Linked DNA regions of Sus scrofa: region 2 is linked to region 1. A link is a contact called in public promoter capture Hi-C data. All regions are on one chromosome and are shown on one strand. The core of a region is the stretch at or near the end of the contact, and the rest is flanking DNA. Distances in the headings are between cores, read along the strand shown. Region 1 holds the start of PARD6B (par-6 family cell polarity regulator beta). Region 2 holds the start of ADNP (activity dependent neuroprotector homeobox).

What was found. Promoter capture Hi-C pulls out the DNA fragments that hold promoters and counts their contacts.
Region 2: a contact with region 1 is called in a promoter capture Hi-C map of liver, with 2.3 times the contacts expected there. The contact joins the promoter of ADNP here to the promoter of PARD6B in region 1. A contact is called at or near these places in 1 of 5 promoter capture datasets (liver) and 2 of 47 Hi-C or Micro-C datasets (liver and skeletal muscle).

The regions. Positions count from the first base shown.
Region 1 is chr17:52,192,863-52,199,335 of Sscrofa11.1, forward strand. It overlaps PARD6B (par-6 family cell polarity regulator beta), which reads left to right and starts at 2,498. Exons shown (of 3, transcript NM_001130532.1): 1 at 2,498-2,563. The coding sequence starts at 2,498.
Region 2 is chr17:52,348,391-52,354,863 of Sscrofa11.1, forward strand. ADNP (activity dependent neuroprotector homeobox) reads right to left here and starts at 2,342. Exons shown (of 4, transcript NM_001123071.1): 1 at 1,703-2,342. DPM1 (dolichyl-phosphate mannosyltransferase subunit 1, catalytic) reads right to left here. Exons shown (of 9, transcript NM_001101820.1): 9 at 5,749-5,853. The coding sequence ends at 5,749.

The DNA of each region.
Region 1 (6,473 bases), core at 1,248-3,747:
GCCAGAACTGTTTTCACAATACTAAGAAGTCACTTGCTCTTCTCACCCTCCTGTTGCATAGGTAAACAGTGGAATTTTCCAGAAGGGATAGGACATGGATGATATCTGGATGAGTACTAGAGTGTGTGCTTGTTGTAGTCTCGTGTTTTAAATATTTCTCAGTTTTAATTTTAATGCAAGGAATTCTGAAAGATATATCACACAAAACCAAATACCTAGAGGTCCTCCATAATTTATAAGAGTTTCAAGGGGTCTGGGGGAGTTCCCAATGTGGCTTTGCGAAAATGAATCTGACTAGTATCCATGAAGACCCAGGTTTGAGCCCTGGCCTTACTCAGTGGGTTAAGGATCCAGCATTGCCATGAGCTGTGGTGTAGATCGCAGACAAGGCTCGGATCCCGCGTTACTGTGGCTACGGTGTAGGCCGGCAGCTCTGATTCAACCCCTAGCCTAGAACTTCCATATGCTGTGGGCAGCCCTAAAATACAAAAAAAAAGAAAGAGTATGAAGGCGCCTGGAGACCAAAGCCATCTTGATGCCCCATCACAGCACCACGCTTCATCTCCAGTTTAGCTTGTCACATAGTAGGTGCTTTTGAACAAGGGGCACAGAGGCAGCTTTATTATTGTTCCGGTTGGGGTGGTGTCCTTTCCCACCCAAAATAGCCAGAAAAACCTTAACTTCCTCCTGGAACATTTGGTGAACTGAACCCCTGGGGGAACGGTGGGCTTCTTCCCTCTGAACCAAGGCGGGGCAAAGTTCATAGAGAGAAACCACCCTCCTTGGAGGCAGCCTCCTGCAGAGACGTATCCGAGGACCTGCCAAGTCAGGCAGGCGCTACTGCTCCAGAGGGAGCAAAGCAGATGTGATCCCTGCCTTCTCCGAGCGCTCATTCTGGGGCAGAGGCAGGTTACTCGCAAAACACTCAGGAAACTGGAACCTGACACAAGTGCTGGGAAGGAGGGGTGCAAAGTGTTAAGAGGGATTTGAGGCAGTAGATAGAGGAGGAAGGCCCTGGGGACTCGGGTGGAATCAAGCACCCTAACCAGCTCTTCCTGGCCGGCTCAGGTTAGAAATCCCAACCGCAAGCCCAGGTCCAGCTGATGGAGGGTTCCAATGATTTTGATGAGCAGCAGTGCTGCTGGGAGCCCCTCTGCAGGTGGGTGGGGGCCTTGGGGGTCTCCTCACCGCCCTAGCAGGGCCAGTGCTGAACAGGGTTCCTGTGAGGAGAAAGCCAGTTCTGGGGCATTTAGAGAGACGGATTCAGTCATTTATTATCTGCCGGGTGGGGAGACAACGAACACAATCCAGTCATTGGTGCACAAAGCGAATAGCCCAGAAACGGCCAGAGGGAGAGGGAAACTTCAGAGATTAAAAAAAAAAATAAAAAGGAAAGCCCTGGAAGGCTGATCTAGAAGTACTCTCTGCCGGACCTTCGAGAAGCCATCCATGGCCTCAGCCCTCCGTTCTAGTGCCCACTCAACCCCTTGGGATCTGACGGACTGAAGAGTCTTTACTAACAAAACTAAGTCAGGAGAGCCCCTGAGATTCTTGCCCAGTAACTGCTGCAGAGGCGAGAAACTTGAATTTTGCAATCAGAGTTGCAGCCAGAAGCCTAAACGACGTATATGGGTGCTGGAGGGGCATTGTTGCAGGCTGCAGCATCCCAAAGTGGAAGGGAAGGGACAGCACAAACCTATCAGCCCCACCGCGCCTCCGCAATCACCCGGGCGCGAGCTCCGGCCGGGTGCAAGGCAACGCGGCGCGCGCCTGCGCGTGCGCAAACGGCCAACCCGCCCTAGCTCGTCTCCAGGTGCGCTCACGCTTCCGGCCAGCGGTCCCGGGGCGGAAACTCCAGAGCGCGCGCATGCGCTTTCCAGCTCTCCTGCTTGGTCGAGAGAGGAGGCCCAAGGCTTCAGGTGATCCCGCCCCTCCCTCGCAACGCGGGACCAATTGTACGGCGGTAGGCGGGATTTTCGAGAAGGCGGCCCGCCCATGCGCTTCGCGAGGCGTGTATCAATTGGTTGGCGCTGAGGGCGCAGGTGCGCGCTTCCCATTGGGTGTGGGCGGAGCGCGAGCGGCCAAGGCGTCTACGGAGGCTGCAGGTGAGCGCGCGCACGAGCCGCGGCTTTTGCCCGGCTCGAGTGCGCGCGCGCGCGGGCTCGCGGGGGAGGTGGCCGGGAGCGAGGCTGCGGCGCCTGTCTCCTCTGCTCCGCCTCCTCCTCCTTCTCAGCGTCTCCGCCGCCGCGGAGGCCGGGAGGGAGGGAGTCGCGTCCCCGCCTGCAGCGCCGCCAGTCCGACCCTTGGTTCCGCCGCGTGAGGATCCAGTCGAGCGGAGCTCTGCGCAGAAACCCGAGCTGCGGCCGCCCCTCTGCAGGTGCCTGTGAGGAGGCGCCCGGGCCGCAGCCGCGTCGCGATTCCACCCGCCGCGCACTAGCTCCCTGCGCTTCCAGGGGCGGCCCCGCTGGAGGAGGCCGCTGAGGGGCCCGGCCTCAGGATGAACCGCAGCCACCGGCACGGAGCGGGCAGCGGCTGCCTAGGGACCATGGAGGTGAAGAGCAAGGTGCGCGGGGCCCGGGCTGGGCGGAGCGGCCAGCTAGATGGGGACTGGGGCCGGGGCCTTGTGGGGATGAAGGGGACCGACTGGGGCCTGGGGGAGGCCAGGGGCTGGCCAGGGCCGGCCTTAGGAGCTGCCCGGGGGCTTGAGAGCGTAGGGGACGCAGTGGTGGGTTTTGTAGGTAGAAGAAAGTGGGTAATGAACTTGCTGAGAAGGGGGCGAGGGTGGGGGCATCGTGTCTGCCCCTGCTCCAGGTAGGAAAAAGACCAGTCTCCTTCCATAAAAATCGTTCCTGTTCTAGGATGGGAGCAAGGGCCGAGGTCTACCCGAGGGTGGGAGACGTTTGAGCGGAGCGTGGTACGAAACATTTGGAGGAATTCTATCTCCTGGCCTATGAGTAAAGGGTATTTAGAACACCCATGGTCACAAAATGTTACCTCTTCCTGTGGTTCAAGGGTGCATCGAGTAGTGGTGAGAGAGCCCAGGGAACTTAAGAGCCCTTCTAAAGTTAGCTTTGCCTCCTGCTAGGGATTTTTCTAGCTCTAACTTTGGCATGCATTTAATCTATAAAATTAACACAATCTCTACTTTCGTTAGCCCTTTACAGTTTGAATCTGGGTGCTCTTTTCATTCCATCATGCTACCTTTTCACGTCAAGTGTTTTCACTCTCGACCAACGGTATGTCAGTCTGCTGATAATTACCTCGGTAGCCACGGAATTCCTAAACTGCAAGGCTCCCTGAGCAGGATAGCGTATGAGATTAGTAAGGGAATGCTTTCCAAGGGGAGTTTTGAGCTGGAATTTGAAGATGATCCCCCGCCCCACCCCCAAACATGAATCGAAGAGCCAAAAGGGACTTAGATAATCTAGTCTGATTCTCCAGGAACATGAGGAGCTCAGAAAGGTTATGACTTCGACAAGCTCTGCTTTTTATGACAAAATCTTAAAGCCTTTTTAAGGATAAGGTGTAGGCTTCAGAGACTGCAAAAGAGAACAGGGGCCGGGCAACATGTGGCGTTGGGAAGATCAAAACACATGAAGGAAGAGGAGAAAAGTAAAACCGTATCAACTTAAAAAATAATGAAATATCATTGAATGTAAGATTACAGGAGGAGAATGCAAAATCAAGGGGTGATTTTCAGTGCAGTAGAGTAAGGAGGGCTCCCTGGAGCCTGTGGATAGAATGGTTTCTATTATCCAGAGTTGATAAGTAAAGTTCTGTAAATTGCTGTAACTGAGATCATTGCGCTAAGAATATCTACACTTTTTTTTTTTTTTTTTTTTGGTCTTTTTGCTATTTCTTTGGGCCGCTCCCGCGGCATATGGAGGTTCCCAGGCTAGGGGGTCTAATCGGAGCTGTAGCCACTGGCCTACGCCAGAGCCGTAGCAACGTCGTGTCGGATCCCAGCCGCGTCTGCAACCTACACCACAGCTCATGGCAACGCCAGATCCTTAACCCACTGAGCAAGGCCAGGGACCGAACCCGCAACCTCATGGTTCCTAGTCGGATTCGTTAACCACTGCTCCGGGACGGGAACTCCTACACTTATTATTAACATTATTTTAAAATGTAATTTTCAACCTAACTCGTGTATCAGAATAGGCACTAGTTTCAGAAACTGTTCTGCTTAATAAGAGTATAAATGTAATTATGGCAGTTTAAGGAATACACTTTCCAGTGTCCCCCATGGAACTGCCATAGCAAATTGAAGTAACATGCTTGAACTAAGTTAAGAATAACTCAAAATATATAGAACTTTCCCTCTAGTGTAGTGGTGGTAGTGGTTCCGTGCCCAGAGCTTGAACCTTTTCATGGCATTTCTGTTTTAAATCTAGTTTGGGTTTGTAGGAGTTGAGGTTAAGAAAAGAAAAACACTTATGATATTGCATAATCTTGAAATTCAGTTTGCGGTCCTAATCGTGGTAGCAAGTCTTTAATTTTTTATCATTGGAAAAAAATGAGTAAGGCTTCTAGGTGCACTGATAAATACAGTCAAGTAGTAATTTATCTCTGGGACTCGGAAACCTTGAGGTCTTGGGGACTGGAATTTCAGGCTTACTGCCCTTCTCTTCTGTCAACTGATCTGTGATTTTTTTCCCATACTATGTATTTTACTTGTCATTCTAGTGAATCATGTCTCTTAAATAGAATTAAGGCATTCTGAGAACCTGCATCTCATGAAGTGAGGTCCCACTCGAGTTCCAGCTCTTGATAAATAGGCACAGTGCTGTTTCTAGTGTGTCCTGACACCTTGTGTTTTAAATATGCATTTATTTTTAATGGATTAAATAAAACACCTGGCATCTTTGCCCTTTAAAAAATATTTGGACAGATGTGTGAAACAATACTTCCTTTTTCACTACCTTAGTGATATCACAACTTTTTACAAAGTTGTTCTCCAGGAGCTTGTAACCACAACTAGGTGATGTCCAGATCACCTTTCAGGATCTTTTTCTTCTGCACAGAAAACAGTATCAACTTTATTATCTTTGCTCATGGAAAGGGAAAATAGCACAAGTAATGGATAATACAAATATAACTATAGTTAAGTTGCGATGCCAGTTACCATGTGACTTTGGTAACTGATGTATCATCCTGTTTCTCCAGAGTTGGAAAAGCTCTTAATCAATAAGCAAGGTGGTGTCCTTTAATAACCTTGGGTTATTAAAGACTTGGAATAGTCTTTGGTCTGTACATTTCCTAGTTATTATTTGTGGGCAAACAGAATCTTAAAATTGTTTGCATTTCTAGAACATACCAAAAGATGCCGGGAGACGGATGTCCACACACATTCTAGGTGGCTAGGACAAGCTACACAGGGCTAAAAAATGTAAATGGTTCACATAGTGAATTATTGTTGATTGGGTCTTTATTTTAGTATTTTCTAAATGTAGTAAAAACTTCTCTTAGTCCTTTTGTTTTGCTGCAAGAAGCATAACAATTTCTCTCGTTTTTTTTTTTTCTGCTAACATTGCAGAAGGGCACATTTATTGTGAAGCCATACAATTTTCCATTGTTTTTATCATAATGTTTAAGCGAGAGAAAAAAATGTTGAGCAAAGAATTTTTATCCAAAAGCTTCAGCAAAAACACTGAAGCCCTAAAATGTTCAGTTAATAGAACTTACTCCCATTCACCAGAGGAAGTAATAAACCCTGGGGTGAATCAGAAAGCACTAGGATATTGTGATACCAGAATGAAGAAAATGGAGGAGAAACTATGACTTTGGATAACATCATAAGACAAACTGATAACAAGGGTGTTCCCAAGTTGTTACTTACTTTGAAACGTGAAGGTGTGACTAAACTTTTTGAGAGCTTTAAGTATGAGTCACCTTATTTTCTTGACAAATGTTAGTGTTTATGTTTCAGGAATGTGTTTTGGAAACTTTTAATTTATTAGAAGTAAGAGGCGGTTTTAGTAAGTTTTATTTTAATTTAAAACTAGTGGGTAGTGTTGGGGTAAGCAAAGCAGATGAACTTCATAGATGTAGCAACAGCACTGAATCCAGAGATCCCATGGGGTCCTTGGGAGATGAATTGACACATTGTAACCTGAGCAAATTATTCTGCTAGAGACTGCTCCATGCAGAAGGCTGTCTTAGTGTACATTAGTGTTTCTTGCCAATAATAGATATTAAGAGGAAAAACAAGTTCAGTGGTCAAACACATTTGGCAAACATTTGTTTAAAATTTTTTTTGTTTTGGGAGTTCCCGCTGTGACATTGTGGCTTAAGGATCCAGCATTATATGCAGCAGTGCTGATTCAATCCCCAGCCTGGTGTTGCCACAGCTGTGGCATATGTGGCAGTTGTGGTTGAGATGTCATCTCTGGCTGGGAAACTTCTGTGTGCCTCAAGTGTGGCTGAAAAGGGGGGAAAAGTTTTTGTTGTTTTTTGTTTTAATCAACCACAGG
Region 2 (6,473 bases), core at 1,092-3,591, 160 kb after region 1:
CTCAAAGAGTTGAAAAGATTGGGGCCATGAAGAGGGATGTAATCAGCAATACCCCAAGCCCTTTACTCTCAGGTTTTAAACCTCCCCTTTTACCATCTGACCTTGGAAAGATATAGTAACACATTCAAAGCTTAAGTTGGAAGAATTTCAGAGAGAAGGGAAAATCTGTGTACCAAGGATGTGCCAAGGTGATTCGTCAAGAACAAACGTGGACTGTCTAAGGGTCAACAGTTTTGACCCTTAGACTCTAAAATGCAAGGTAGATTCTTTAAGAGAAATAAAATCACTGCTCTTGACTCACTTGATCCTTCACCATGTTGCTGTCAGCTCACCAACTAGGAGTGTGAGTGTCTTGCTGGGTCCATTTTCCCATGGTCTGTAGAAGGCGCTGTGAAGCACATCCTGTTCTAGCTCTGGGGCCCTTCCCCCCTCTGCAGCCTTACCCAGTGCAGGGAATGCGCCCCCTACTGACTCCAACACTCACTGCCTTTAGCCGACTTGGCTGCGGTGCATTTTGGGTGGGGGCTGGTATTTTCTTCATGGCCATAAACCAGAAGCAACAATGCAGATTTATAAAGAAACTGTATCAAGCTAGAAGACTCCCCCCCCCATTTTGAAGGTTCAAGACACTGGCATAAGAAGCATCAGGGAAAGGAACTGGGTGTGTGGGGATGGACAGCATTAAAATGGCAAACACAGGAAACAGTTTGGTTTTTCCCCTCCTAAGCCTTTGTCTGAGAAATGGGGTTAGGGCAAGAACTGTCCAGAGGAATTGGGAAATGCAAGAACATCAAGAAGACTTAGTGTGGGTATGAGTGTGGGTACGTGTGTGGCTAAAAAGAATGTGAGACCTTAGCGCTTGGTCTTGGGCAGAAGAGGAAGAGAAGCAATCGCGCCTTTTCCAAGCAGACAGGCATCCAGGTTGGGGGGGAGGGGAAGGCAGGCAGGCAGCCCAGAGGAAAGAGGTGAATAAAAGGGTGCTCAAAGAACTACTCCCCATTCATTGCACTGAAAAAAAAAAAATCTTTCGCAGCTTTCCGGATTTCCATTTTTTACCATCTTATTGCAAAGTTGGGGCTCAGAATGCTCGCAAGAGGTTGTGCTGACCAGGCAGCTGCAGTTGAGAAAACGGGGTGGCGGAGGGCTCCGTGGTCAGGATAGGAGGGGAGCTGGCACGTTAGGGAGGGAAGATTGCACAGGGGAAGCAAAGACTTTCACTCCCTGCCATGCATGCTCCCCGCCCCCCCGCTCCCCCCCCACTAAAGGTGGGTAGACCTGGCAGAAGGCTCGTCCCAGGCACTGGGGGTATGCGTGGGGTGCTCGTTTGCGGGGGGGGGGAGGGGGGAGAAAAGGATTAGTTCCAAGGATGGGAGAAGCTCGGTTCTTGCTGGGGGCGGGGTGGAGGGAGATGCCACTAGCTGCAAAAGCTCCGGTGGCTGGGCAGGCTGCTGGCCTTCGCGGACTCACGGGGCGGGGGAGGGGGGTCGGGCTGCAGGAGGAGGCGCCCGGACCCCGGGGCAGAGCCCGAGTAGCGGTCCGCGCCGGGGCGGCCGCTCCTTGAGCACCGGAGTGTGCAAAAGAGCGTGTGCGGCCAGAGAACTGGCAGTCTAAACAACAATGCGCCCGCGGGGCCGGCGGCGGGAGCCGCGCGGGCGAAGGGTCGGGAGCAGGGCCGGGCCGCGCGGGTCGGCGCCGGGCTTACCTTGACTCGGCCTCGAGGCGCGCGCGGGGCCGGCGTGCTCCGGGGCCGGGCGGCGGCGGCGGGCGGATGGCGGCGGCACGGCGCTGGCGGCGGCGAGGGCGCGCCCGGGGCCTCGTCGCGCTCCGGCTCGGCGGGCTCCGGCTCGCGCCGCGGCCGCGGCTGCTGCCGGGGGGCGCGGCGGGCGCAGCAGAGCGGCGGGCGGCGGCGGCGGCGCGAGCGGCTCCCTCCAGTCCCCGCGCGGGCGGCGGCGGCGGCGGCGTCGTCGAGCGGTGCAGACAAAGGAGGGGCGGAGGGAGGAGACGGAGGGTGTGGGAGAGGCGGCTTCACCGGCGCGGGCAGGCGGGTGGCGGCGGCGGCCGCGCTCCTCTCGCTCCTCAGCAGCGGGGACCGAGAGAGGGAGCTGTGTCTGAGGAGACGCCAAAATCCCCCTTAGCGCTGCCCGCGGGAGGGGGAGGGGGCACAAGATGGCGGCGGCCGGGGGGCGGGAGTTCAGTTCATGGATCCCGGCGGGCGGCGGAGGGGAGACCGGGCCGACGGAGGCGGCGGAGGCAACGAGCGGGGGAGGGGGCTGATCCCGCGTCTCCCCTCGGCAGACAATACAAGCGCCTCGGAGCGAGTCCCCGAACCTGCCCTAGCCAAAATGGCGGCCGAGAAAGAGCGGAAGTGACGTAAGAACTCATTAGCATAAGAGGACTCATTGTCCAGCTAAGTGGGGGGGGGCAGTGGGGGACAGTACCCCTACCCCCATGTCCCCCAGAGACAACTCTTACTCTCACCTGTGCTTGCACCTAACTTTTTCTGAAGGAGGGTGGCATCAGCACCCCCATCCCCGCCTAAGGGAAATTATATAATCCCCACTGAGGGGGAGCTCTCGCGAGAACCAAGAGGATTTGCCATTGACCCACTAGGAGGCGCCGCGGATAATGGCCGCAGTGCGCTTCCATGGCCCGTGTGCAAGGCGGGCGCCTTCCTCTGGCCACAGCGCTGGCGGCGGAGGCACCAGCAGCGGGCCGCAGCACGCCCTGCACTCAGTCAGGTGGCCGTGCTGGAGATCCCTGCGCGGGCCCAGCTGGGCCTGGACTACATCAGGCGGGAGGGGGCGTGCGGGCGGCCCCGAGGCTCCACGTGCTGGGAAGCCCGCGCTCTCAGGGGCTGGGCAACAGTGGGGAAGGGCAGGGACGCCTCCTGCCTTAAATGAGGTGTGAGGGCCTCGTGCTTCACACATCACCTTGAGATGAGACACAACCCCATGGATGCTTGACCCCTTCCTGGTAGGGTGGGCTACTGGATGGACAGGCCTGCGTTTTACAGAAGGCCAGCTGTTGCCCTGGGGCTGGACTTCCTTCCAAGTCAGTGATGGGCTCTTATCTTTGGCCTGAAGAAAACAAGTGAGATCCCTATCGTTTTGAGGCCACTGGACTAGTGAAGCTAAAGGATGAGAAATGTTGCCCATGGGTCTCCGCAAGATCCTTAAAATCACATTTAGACTGTAGTCCCAAAGACAGTCAGTTCTGGTGCTCACACAATCTGGACAGCATAACATGGGCTTCGGTAAATTTAGGTCAACCCCAACCAACACATTATCTTTTCAACATTCTTGAACCCACTTTTTATAGTTGAGTGCATCTGAGTGTCTATCATTTACTAAACATACTGAAAAGTAATAAATGTCAACTGTGAAGGATTTAACCAAACCCGTTAAGATGTGCTCTGTAAATACACTTATCCTTTGGTGTTTCAATAAATTTCAAGTGAAAAGTTTCATCCCAGAAGACTCTGATTTAATTGCAAATAGTACAAATGGTGGTTACATATAGCCCAATATGTCTAAGGCTTCAGTCAGAAGATTTAACAAGCTGTTTCATCCAACACAGCATTCCATTAATTTCTGGAATTGTGATAAAATATATCTTTAAAAGCCAAATCAAGAAGTTACTTTGTGGTACATCGGGTTAAGGATCTGGCATTGCTGCAGCTGTGGCGTGGGTCTGATCCCTGGCTCTGGAACTTCCATCTGCTGTTGAGTATTAAAAAAAAAAAAAAAAAAGCCAAATCAGTATTTCAAGAGAACATAGGTAGAAAAAGTTGTTGGGGGGCGGCGGCAAACTATTCGATTTACAGAAACAAAGAAGAAAGATCTAATTACATGTTGTAGAAGACAGGCAAGAAGAAATATAAAAAATGTAAAATAATTTTTTGTTTAGTTTTCCTTAGATATTATATTACTTAGATTTCATACTGCGATAATACAATGGGAGAACATCTGGATTTTGTCCCTGGCCCCATTTACAAAGTAAAAAGGGATGCTGGATTCACATGTAAATATTTAAAAAGATTTTATAGTGTTTAAATCACCATTTACTACAAAAATGCATCTAAACAGTCCAAATTCTTTTCTAAATAACTTCCAAATGGTGCAAGTTTTCACTGCTCAAATACTTTAGTGTAAATTCCAACAGTAAGTCGAATGACTGTAGGAATAAGAACAAAAAAGACTAAAAAGGTAAAAGCTACTTTCTCTAGAAGGCAATACCATATAGTGGGTTCTCTGAGGTAATTTAAGCTCTGCTTCACATAGTTAACGAAAACCTAACTTTGAGTTTAGATAAAAAAGAACAGAATCTAAACACTCCCCAAAAAAGTATTATATTTGTATTATGTAACCTTAAAACTAATTTTACATCAGTGGTGATGAATTTTCTAGTTGTTATTAATGATGAGACAAGTCACTTCTCCAAGGAAGGAGGGTGGTGATGGGCCAGCAGTTCAGCTCTGCATAAAAGGGAAACAGTTGAGGCCCTTATTGGAATGTGTCCTATTGATTCGACTATGGGGACAGGTAATGTTTAAACTGACAACAAAGGTTTTAAGCTCTGGTATTCATTTCTGGTAGGATCTGTTAGAAATGCATGTGGAAAAACCAGTCTTTAAATTTCTTTAGCAGCCAAATTAGGCCAGGAAAATGTAGTAATTAGGAATACTGTTCACTAAATATGCTTATTAAATCACACAGACACACCCCTTCCTTTTACTTGCAAAGGAGAGTCAACTTGTATTTGCTGAATGTATCTTACTCAGAATTGTAAAAAAAATACTGCATGATCTAAAAGCTATGTTATAGCTGAAAATAGCTCTTTGGGGCAATATCTGTAGAAGCTAAGTAAATGGAGTATTTGTGCTGGCTTTACTGAAGAACATAACCTGCATTTTAACTGGCAGAACAGTTTTCTGAATAAACAGAAGAGCTATAGGGAATTTTTGCCACATTACTAATGATGTATGCTTTGTTAATGGTCCTGAAAGAATATGAACACAAATACTCTGAGAAAAAGAATATAGTTAAGATGTTTAAAAATGACCACAGCAGCTAATTTATGCCTTAATGTCATCAATATTTTTCCTTACTGAGAAAAGTTACTGCTCAAAAGAGAAAAAAACAGTTCTGCAAGCAACTGCTGTCAAGTTGTTTCTAATTCACAATATGTATTTGAAATAGACTTGCTCTGACAGATGAAATGCTTCATCAACAACTGCGAAGAACCAAATTCTAAAACTGTGCTCAAAATGTATTATCTGGTTTAAGAAATTTGAGATACACTTTTAGAGAAAGGGCTAAGGTGTATATTTTTTTTTCAATTCATACAGAAAGAGCCATATATATTTCATGAATATAACTAGAACTCCTCTTACTTCTGACCCCTATTAGGTACGAATCCAGTTTTTATAAGGGTACTTCAAAATCGTGCCCATGTAACAAATTCTACATTTGCAAACTCTAATGAAAGCAGTAATATTTTATGCAAACATCCCATATACATTTATTTACAGGCCTCGATACAGCAAAATGTAAAAGAAAATTGAGAACACTGCTCATTTTTCTAATTTGCCATATAAAATGGAGTTTCTCTGGAAAAAAAGACTTGCACGAAATTTACCTTACCTTATGATTTATGCTCTAAGAGTACATTTTATAAAATTCAGCAACCGGCCTTCTTTTAGGTTTAAACCGAAATGAACATGATTAAGTATAAATGAGTAACTTTCTTTTATGTAGTAGCAAAAAGAGTCAATAATCCTTTCAAGAAAGAGACTATTTCATTTCCTCCCAACTTGGATTCACCATAAACACGATCCACAAATGATATTGGAACCTAGTCAAAAAAAAAAAAAAAAAAAAAAAAGCATTAAGTCAGTCTTCAAAAATATTAGCAAAGAGGCAAAGCAGGCATACAATTACTAATACAACAGAAACAAGATTACTCCTCTGATAGCAAGTCTTTCAAGGTAAGTCAGAATTGTGGGATCCTTATAGTAATTGTATGCAACTCCAAGTCTTTAAAATTAAACATGAATTCTATTATCTAAAAATAGGTCATATGAACCAAATCTACAGTTGTTTTGAAAAGCACTGATCTGGAGTATTAAGTTGGTTTACTCAAGCTTCAAGGAGAAATTATACTCCAAAAGTAAAATGGTCTTTCCCCTAATTTTTTTCAGGAGTCCATCAAATTCAGCTGTTATGATTTTAGTACCAAGCGCAAAAATCTTCTCACTTCTCCAAGAGCAGTAGCGTTCTAGTCAGCTGTCTTCTGCTCCGAATGAGGATGTTCGCGTTAAACGAGGAGACTCTTCCCATGAGCCTACTAGCTGGCTGTACATATTAAGGAACCTCTCTGCTCCCCCAATTCCTGCCCTTTTCATTTACTCGAAGGCAACAAGCAAATGGGATTCATCTTTCATTTTTAAGTAGGGTGGCTGATGGCCAAGCAAG